Regions from separate parts of the Mus musculus genome. Here region 2 is linked to region 1. Evidence: chromatin contacts called from public ChIA-PET data. All regions are on one chromosome and are shown on one strand. Each heading gives the region's core, a stretch centred on a gene start, on an enhancer-like site or on the middle of the called end of the contact. The rest is flanking DNA. Distances are from core to core; before and after follow the strand shown. Region 1 has its middle 24 kb from the start of Gm31613. Region 2 has its middle 22 kb from the start of 4930478L05Rik.

Evidence for each region. ChIA-PET counts read pairs in DNA pulled down with a chosen protein or histone mark.
Region 2: an RNA polymerase II ChIA-PET map of memory CD8 T cells shows a contact between it and region 1, with 166 read pairs. The contact joins two enhancer-like sites. A contact is called at or near these places in 1 of 15 datasets of contacts at CTCF or cohesin (CD8 T cells), 8 of 484 Hi-C or Micro-C datasets (CD4 T cells, CD8 T cells, Th2 cells and 3 more) and 4 of 115 datasets of contacts at active chromatin or transcription factors (CD8 T cells, effector CD8 T cells, large pre-B cells and 1 more).

The regions. Positions count from the first base shown.
Region 1 is chr16:78,196,927-78,200,525 of GRCm38.p6, reverse strand. No RefSeq gene overlaps it. Among named protein-coding and RNA genes, the nearest start is that of Gm31613, 24 kb to the left of the region's middle. Within about 2 kb of position 1,670, at least 56 of the 459 cell types and tissues checked have an H3K27ac peak or open chromatin away from gene starts, as enhancers often do. A contact at or near this core is called in CD8 T cells, Th2 cells, effector CD8 T cells and 1 more, where this site is marked.
Region 2 is chr16:78,536,319-78,539,917 of GRCm38.p6, reverse strand. No RefSeq gene overlaps it. Among named protein-coding and RNA genes, the nearest start is that of 4930478L05Rik, 22 kb to the left of the region's middle. Within about 2 kb of position 1,922, at least 33 of the 459 cell types and tissues checked have an H3K27ac peak or open chromatin away from gene starts, as enhancers often do. A contact at or near this core is called in CD8 T cells, Th2 cells, effector CD8 T cells and 1 more, where this site is marked.

The sequences.
Region 1 (3,599 bases), core at 421-2,920:
ATTTTCACAGTACCAAGAATTTGGTATTGTTTTGGTATTTTGTGGACAGTAATCTTTAACCACTTCCTCTGTTCCTTTCGTGTTTGTGAGCTTATAACTTAAAATAATTTTTCTTACTGAAATTAGTTCCAGGCAAGTACAAAAAGAAACGTGTTTCATTTTATCTGCCGCAAATATTTGCCCTTCTTACTAAAGATTAACTTTCTCTGAGTAAGGAAGTAACGGCCATGTGATCATTTGGTGGAGGCTCGAAGCCCGCACTAAAACGCCTTATGCTAGAAAAGAAAAAGAGAAGTTATGAAAAAGATTAAGTGAGGCACAATTTTGTTGGTTGGTGATTCTTTTCATTTTTATCTTTTGAGCTTTTTGCACAGTCAGGGGCCAAACTCAGAGTCTCACACCTGAATTTTTAAAGCTAAAGTTTTAAACTGATTTATTTTTTTCCCCCTCCTTGAATGGCTTTTCCTCCATATTCAGCTGTTTTGGGGTTGACATTGATGCTGGGCTCAGCACTTTGGAAGCAGAAAGATTCTGGATTTGAGGCTAGCGTAGAGTTGATATTGATACCCTGGAGGAAAAGGAAGTAAAGCAGACAGGGGTAGAAGGCTCCTCTGTTTCCACAGATAGAAACAGCCTCCTCATTTATAATTTTCCTAATCAACTATCTACTATCTATCTATTATATCTCTCTCCATCCATCCATCCATCCATCCATCCATCCATCCATCCATCTACCCATCCATCATCTACGCATTTCTTTCTTACATTTTTTTAATTTATTGATTGATTTACTTCTGCATGGGTGTTTGTGTGTCAATGAGCAAGCTGGCTAGCTAGGTAGATTACTTCAGTCACCAAACTCTGGGCTCAAGTGAGAAACTCTGCCTCCTTATAGAAGGTGGAAAACAATCAAGGAAGACGCTGGCCATCAACTTCTGGCCTCCATGTGTGCATCTGTACACGCACCTGTGTGTGCTCGTGTGCATGGGGTGTGGGGTGTGGGGTGTGGGGTGTGGGGTGTGAGTCTCTCTTCCTGTCATGTGTCCCCGGATTGAATTCAGATCAGGCTTCGTGATAAGTACCAGCTGAAGGTACTCGCTCTCTCGCTCTGTCTCTCTCTCAACGTCTGTCTGTCTCAACACTACTTTAATTTGCCACTGAGTGTTCTTAAAATTACTACAAAAACCGGAAGCCTGATTTGGCATAGGGTTCTCAGTTTTGGAAGAGAAAAAAGAAAAATCTAACAGAATTTTAGGTAACTGCGAAATTTCATGAGAATATAATCCTTATTAGTAGCATTAAACTCAGCCCGCAAGTAACAGATTACTGTGTTTTCACAGCCCACTTTGTGTTGATCGTCTTTACGTTCCTTTCCGCCCCGCCCCACCCTTCTATTCCCAGTAGCCCCCTCAGAATGCTGCATTAACTTTCAACCTTCATTTTTTGTCTTTGAGCAAAAGGCGATCACGTCAATTTCCAAATGGCTTAGTAGTTTCATAGGCGTTATTTTGGGAGCTCAGTGGGCAACGTGGCTTTTTTTTGAGAGAGAACAGCGACATCTCTTGGCCGTCACGGGTACTGCGCGTTCAGGGGAGGTTGCAAATTGCACCTCATTGGGTTCTCCGAAGACATACATCTGTGAGGCGAAGTTTTCAGTGGTTGTTGTGGTCGAAAGCAGAGCCCACACGAAAACATCCGAGAGTCAGGAAATGATGACAGCGGTGCTAATCTCATTCTGATGTTTGACAGGTGCCTGACTGGTACTGTGATGGTTTTTAAACGATCAACTGTTCTTTGACAATCTTTCCTTTAGAAATAGAGTCTAACCATTTCCTTGGGTGTGGGCTTAACCAACTGACCAGCACTTTAGGAATGTAATCTGACAGAAGTGTTGGGGAGTGGGGGTGGGGCCGCTACTTTCAAGGGTAAGTCCTAGAAAGCCATAGAGCCATTTTCTTTCATCTCTGGGAGCTGTTACAACTAAGGACCTGCAAGTCCTTTTCTAGAGAAGTCCACGTGGTGAGAAAGTGATCCAATCTAACCATACATCAAGTAGGGAGCTGAGGCACCATGGGACTGAGTTATCTTTCGAAGCCTGCCTCAGTCTCCGGGAAATCTTATCTATGTCCTCAGTCAATCGTAACTGTACCCACATCAGAGATCCAAGCTATTCAGCTGAAATCCTTCCAGATCCCATACAAACACTGTCATATAATACAATTTGTAAGTAGAATTAACAGAGCCAGTAAGATATAATGAAAGATAAATTATTTCCCCATTTATGTATATAAAGAGGTATTGGATGGTCTGAACTTAAATACACTTTACATTATTCAAAGTAAGAGTTCTTAGCAAATAGAACTTTGGGTGCTTGGGAATCAAGCAGGACTATGGTGTGAGAGTCCAAGACAGTGCGCTGTGTAATAAGTGTGTCCTGTACAAAGTTTGGGAACCATATGTAAGCATACTAAACATGGCTTTACTTTAAAAGCTTTTAGGCATATAGAATGACTGTTTTGGATTTGAAAAATTTATTACTTTTAATACTTGACACATGCATTTCTCATGTCAGTGGGAATATGAAAACAGAAAAAAAGTTCCATTCAGAATTAAAATTTCCAAGAAAGTGATTATTTGAGTATAAATAGGTGAGTATTAATTAAACAGGAAGGGAGTTTTTTTCCCCTTATTGATTTAAGATACATGAGGGCTAATATAAAAAATGAGAACATGTTAATTTGCCTACACAAAGAGTGGAAAGGACAGGTTATAGGTGTTCTAAGTCACTCTGTATGTGCGGTGCCGTTAACTACAGCAGGCTGTTTATTGAAAATAGAAGACGCAAAGCACCCCCTGGTGGCCGTTGTTGAAGTAACCGTCCAACTGCAAGAGAAGGCTTATAAACTTTTTTGAGACAGTATTTAAATGGGATCTGTCATTCTTTAAGTAAACTTACCGATGGCTCTGGATTTGTAGTTTGCTGGACACAATAACTCAGTGTTTTCTAAAAGCTAATTCAGCAACATTGGATAGTCTTGTTTTATAGAAGAAAAACCCTTTTCAGGTCAAGGCATTAGGGAAACACAATGTGTGGAGTTTTTTTTTTTTTTTTTTTTTTTTTTTTTTTTTTTTTTTTTTTCAAAGCAGGTCACATAAGAATGACGCAAGAAATAACTGAATCGCAGCACAAGGGACCCTTCATGTTATAAATCGAAGTACAGCGTCTTCCAAAACAAAACAATAAAACAAAACAAAAGAAAACAAAACACTTTGTGCTTTAATCCAAGACCCCTTGTTGGTGTGAGAAGAGGCAGGCAAGGAATTAGAGAGATAAGCAGTCATGACTCTGAGGCAGGTGTGGGATGCAGACCAGGAGCAGTGTGGGATGGGCAGAGTCCTTCCTCCACTTCCGGGGCCACCGGGGCAGGCAGAGGATGCAAGCGAAGCCGGTGAGGGGATTGCTAAAGCCTGTGGCTGTCCTGACATCCCCTAGTCTGGATAAGCAAAGGCTTTAGTAAACTGTTGTTTGGACTAAACAGAAAATGCTGCAACAAAAAGGATAATAATCAGGCTTTGTGAATCTGCTAATTACTGTTTGC
Region 2 (3,599 bases), core at 673-3,172, 340 kb before region 1:
CCCAGGGAGTGGCACTGTTTGGCGGTGTGGCCTTGTTGGAGTAGGTGTGTCTCTGGGTGTGGGCTTTAAGACCCTGATCCTAGCTACCTGGAAGCCAGTCTTCCACTAGCAGCCTTCAGATGAAGTTGTAGAACTCTCAGCTCTGCCTGCACCATTCCTGCCTGGATGCTGCCATGTTCCTGCCTTGATGATGGTGGATTGAACTTCTGAACTTGGAAGCCAGCCCCAATTAAATGTTGTCCTTTATAAGACTTGCCTTGGTCAAAAGTGTAGATGCTTCATTCCTCCTTAGAATAGGGAACAAAATACCCATGGAAGGAGTTATAGAGACAAAGTTTGGAGCTAAGAGGAAAGGATGGACCATCCAGAGACTACCCCACCCCAGGGATCCATCCCATAATCAGCCACCAAACGCAGACACTATTGCATACGTCAGCAAGATTTTGCTGAATGTGCCAGTGACTGGTAAACACAGAAGTGGATGCTCAGTGTCAGCTATTGGATGGATCACAGGGCCCCCAATGGAGGAGCTAGAGAAAGTAACCAAGGAGCTGAAGGGGTCTGCAACCCTATAGGTGGAACAACAATATGAACTAACCAGTACCCCCAGAGCTTGTGTCTCTAGCTGCATATGTAGCACATGATGGCCTAGTCGGAAAGAGAGGCCCCTAGGTCTTGCAATCTTTATATGCCCCAGTACAGGGGAACACCAGGGTCAAGAAGTGGGAGTGGATGGGTAGGAGAGCGGGACAGGGGGAGGGTATAGGGAACTTTTGGGATAGCATTTGAAATGTAAATAAAGAAAATATCTAATAAAAAAATTAAAAAAAAAAGACTTGCCTTGGTCATAGTGTCTGTTCACAGCAGTAAAACCCTAACTAAAATACTCTGTATCCAGTTAGCTGCTTCAACAATTTGAATTTGACTGTTTTGTTTTGTTTGGGGGGGGGGGCTTGTTTTCTTTTGTTTTTCCCCAAGTTGAGCTACTAAGAATAAAACTTTAGAGGGCTGGAGAGATGGCTCTGGTTAAGAGCCCTGACTGTTCTCCCAGAGGACACAGGTTCAAGTCCCAGAGTCCCCAGGGCTGCTAATAACTGAACCTGCAGTTCCCAGCGGATCCAGTACCTTCTTTTGTCCTCCATGGGGGTCAGACACACAGGTGGTGTGCAGATATCTAAGCAAGCAAAATATTCATATACACCAAATAAAAATTTGTAAAAATGAATAAAACACACCTATATTTCAGTTGGCTTTTTAAAAAACATTTGAAATAAGGAAAGAGTGTATTAGTCAAAAATCCTTGTGGTTAGCATAATGAATCAATATTAAATTAGCCTTTTCTCATTCATGATTGAATTTTTATTAGGAGTGAAGAGGTGGCTCGTGGCTAAGAGCACTTGCAAGAGGACCATCTCACTGTCTGTGGTGTGCAATGGAGGCCAGGGGACAGCTTTGTGACGTCAGTTCACCTGCCTCTACCCACTGAGCCATCCCACCTGTCCTTCATCAGTGACTTTTAAAGTCATTTTATGATGCTTATATGGTGATAATTTAAAACTAAGAAAAACAGACAGTTGTGGAAAAGGTCAGAAGTAGATTACACCATAAGTAATATCAAAGAATTGAAACACTGAATGTGTTGCGAAAATGTGAATCACCCTGGGAAGTCTCAGAAATCTAACCCTAAACCCTGTTTAGAGGTGCATGCCTGTGGTCTAACACTCAGGAGGCTAAAGGCTCAGGAACTCAAGGTCACCCTTGGGCTTTCTAACAAGTTGGGAGCCAGACGGCTACATAAGACTGTCTGAAAAATAAATCCTTTAATAATACCTAATATTCTTGAGTGATAGCACTACATCAGGAAAGGAAAGAGATGAAGAGTGGAGTTTGTAAAAGTTGCCAGGAAGTGTACCAGACCACAAGCGAAGTTTTACTGTTTAGCCACACTTAAAAGAAATTCGTCGTGACTTCTCTCAGCCTCAGCTCACTAAGAAGCTCTGTTCTTACTCGGTTGTCCGAACTGCCTCGTTTCAAACTAGCTCTGAAATTGTTCTCCCTTATTTCTTCAGTGACCTGTTAGAACCTAGATGTCTTTACAGGTGTCTTGGAGCCTGGCAAGGACTTCTAAACATAGTGAATAAAAACAAAAACAAAAAACAAAAAACAAACAAACAAAAAAAAAAACCAAGAGGGACCCTGAGGGCAGAGCAACGCCCTTTTTATGTAAATGATACTCTAAATAAGAAGGTGTTCAAAGACTACATGTTTACAGTCTGATCTAAATGCTATCTGAGGTTTTTGCCAGCTTGAAGTTTCAGTTTTATATCACTAAAATTTTGTGGATGTGCTATTTGGGGGATGTGGCATAGGGTACCAAGTTTATCTCTAGATACTTGCTATCCTGACTGCTTTGCATCTGGGTTTTCCCAGCCGCAGCTTTTGAAGCCGTGCTACTGCCTAAGGGGATTCCCATGCCGAGAGAGCATCAGTGTTGCCCGTAGGAACATCCATTATCCTTAGGCATAGAATGAGACATAAGCCACTGGCCTCCCGTATTGCTTGCTATAAATCTGACTGGACATAGCACTTCGTTACTTTTGGCTTGCTTCATTTCCCAGCATTCTACGTGATCTTACAAAACTTAAACTCTTCCCACCTTAATGCAATTAGTAAGACTAATTCTTCAGCCTGCAACAGAAGCTGTGTGACACCTGCCTCTGGTCCAGTCCCCTCCTTAGAAATCTTATGGAATTGTTTTCTAAGAGTAAACTGCTAAGGACCATTGGATTTGTGTAAACTGTGGCTCAGGACTACATGGCTACTTGTTGAGTCAAGTAAAAGTGACAGGAATTTCTAAAGAAGTTAAATCTCCTGGTAGTGTGCATGCCACTTTGACCACTAAAGACGTTCTTGGTTACCAGGAGGGGGGCGTTCGAGACCTGCCACTGTCTTAATTAGGCTTGCTGTTTCCGTGATAAGACAGTATGACCAAAAGCAACTTGGGGAGGACTGGGTTTATCTTATCTTATACTTTAGCTTACATTTTATTGCTTATGGAAGGCAGGGACCTGGGGGCAGGAACTGATACAGAGGACATGGAAGAGGGCTGCTTACTCTCTTGCTCAGTCTGCCTTCTTATAAGACCCAGGACCACCATCCTAGGGATGGCACCACCACAGTGGTCTGGGCTGTCCCTCATCCATCACTAACTTTACGAATACACTACAAGCCAATCTTATAGAGGCATTTTCTCAACTGGGATTCCCTCTTACCACATGACTAGCTTGTGTCAAGATGACCCAAACCACCACATCCATTCATAACTAAACGCATTCAGCATCTATGTACTGAGTTCATGAAAGGGTTGGTCCAAGAAAACCAGTAATGGTCACGGCGAGACAGGCCTGTATTCTTCTTGGTAGTACTAAATGACTACCATCATCGTTAAATGATCAGCAAGTATCACAGTACATCGAGCATCTGTGGAATGGATGAATACGTGAAAAACTTCAGAGGCAGAACCAGGATTGAATGTCTCCTAAGAGTGTGTAAGTAGGTATTCCACAAAATGCCCGAGCCACTCTTCCAGTGACTCAGTA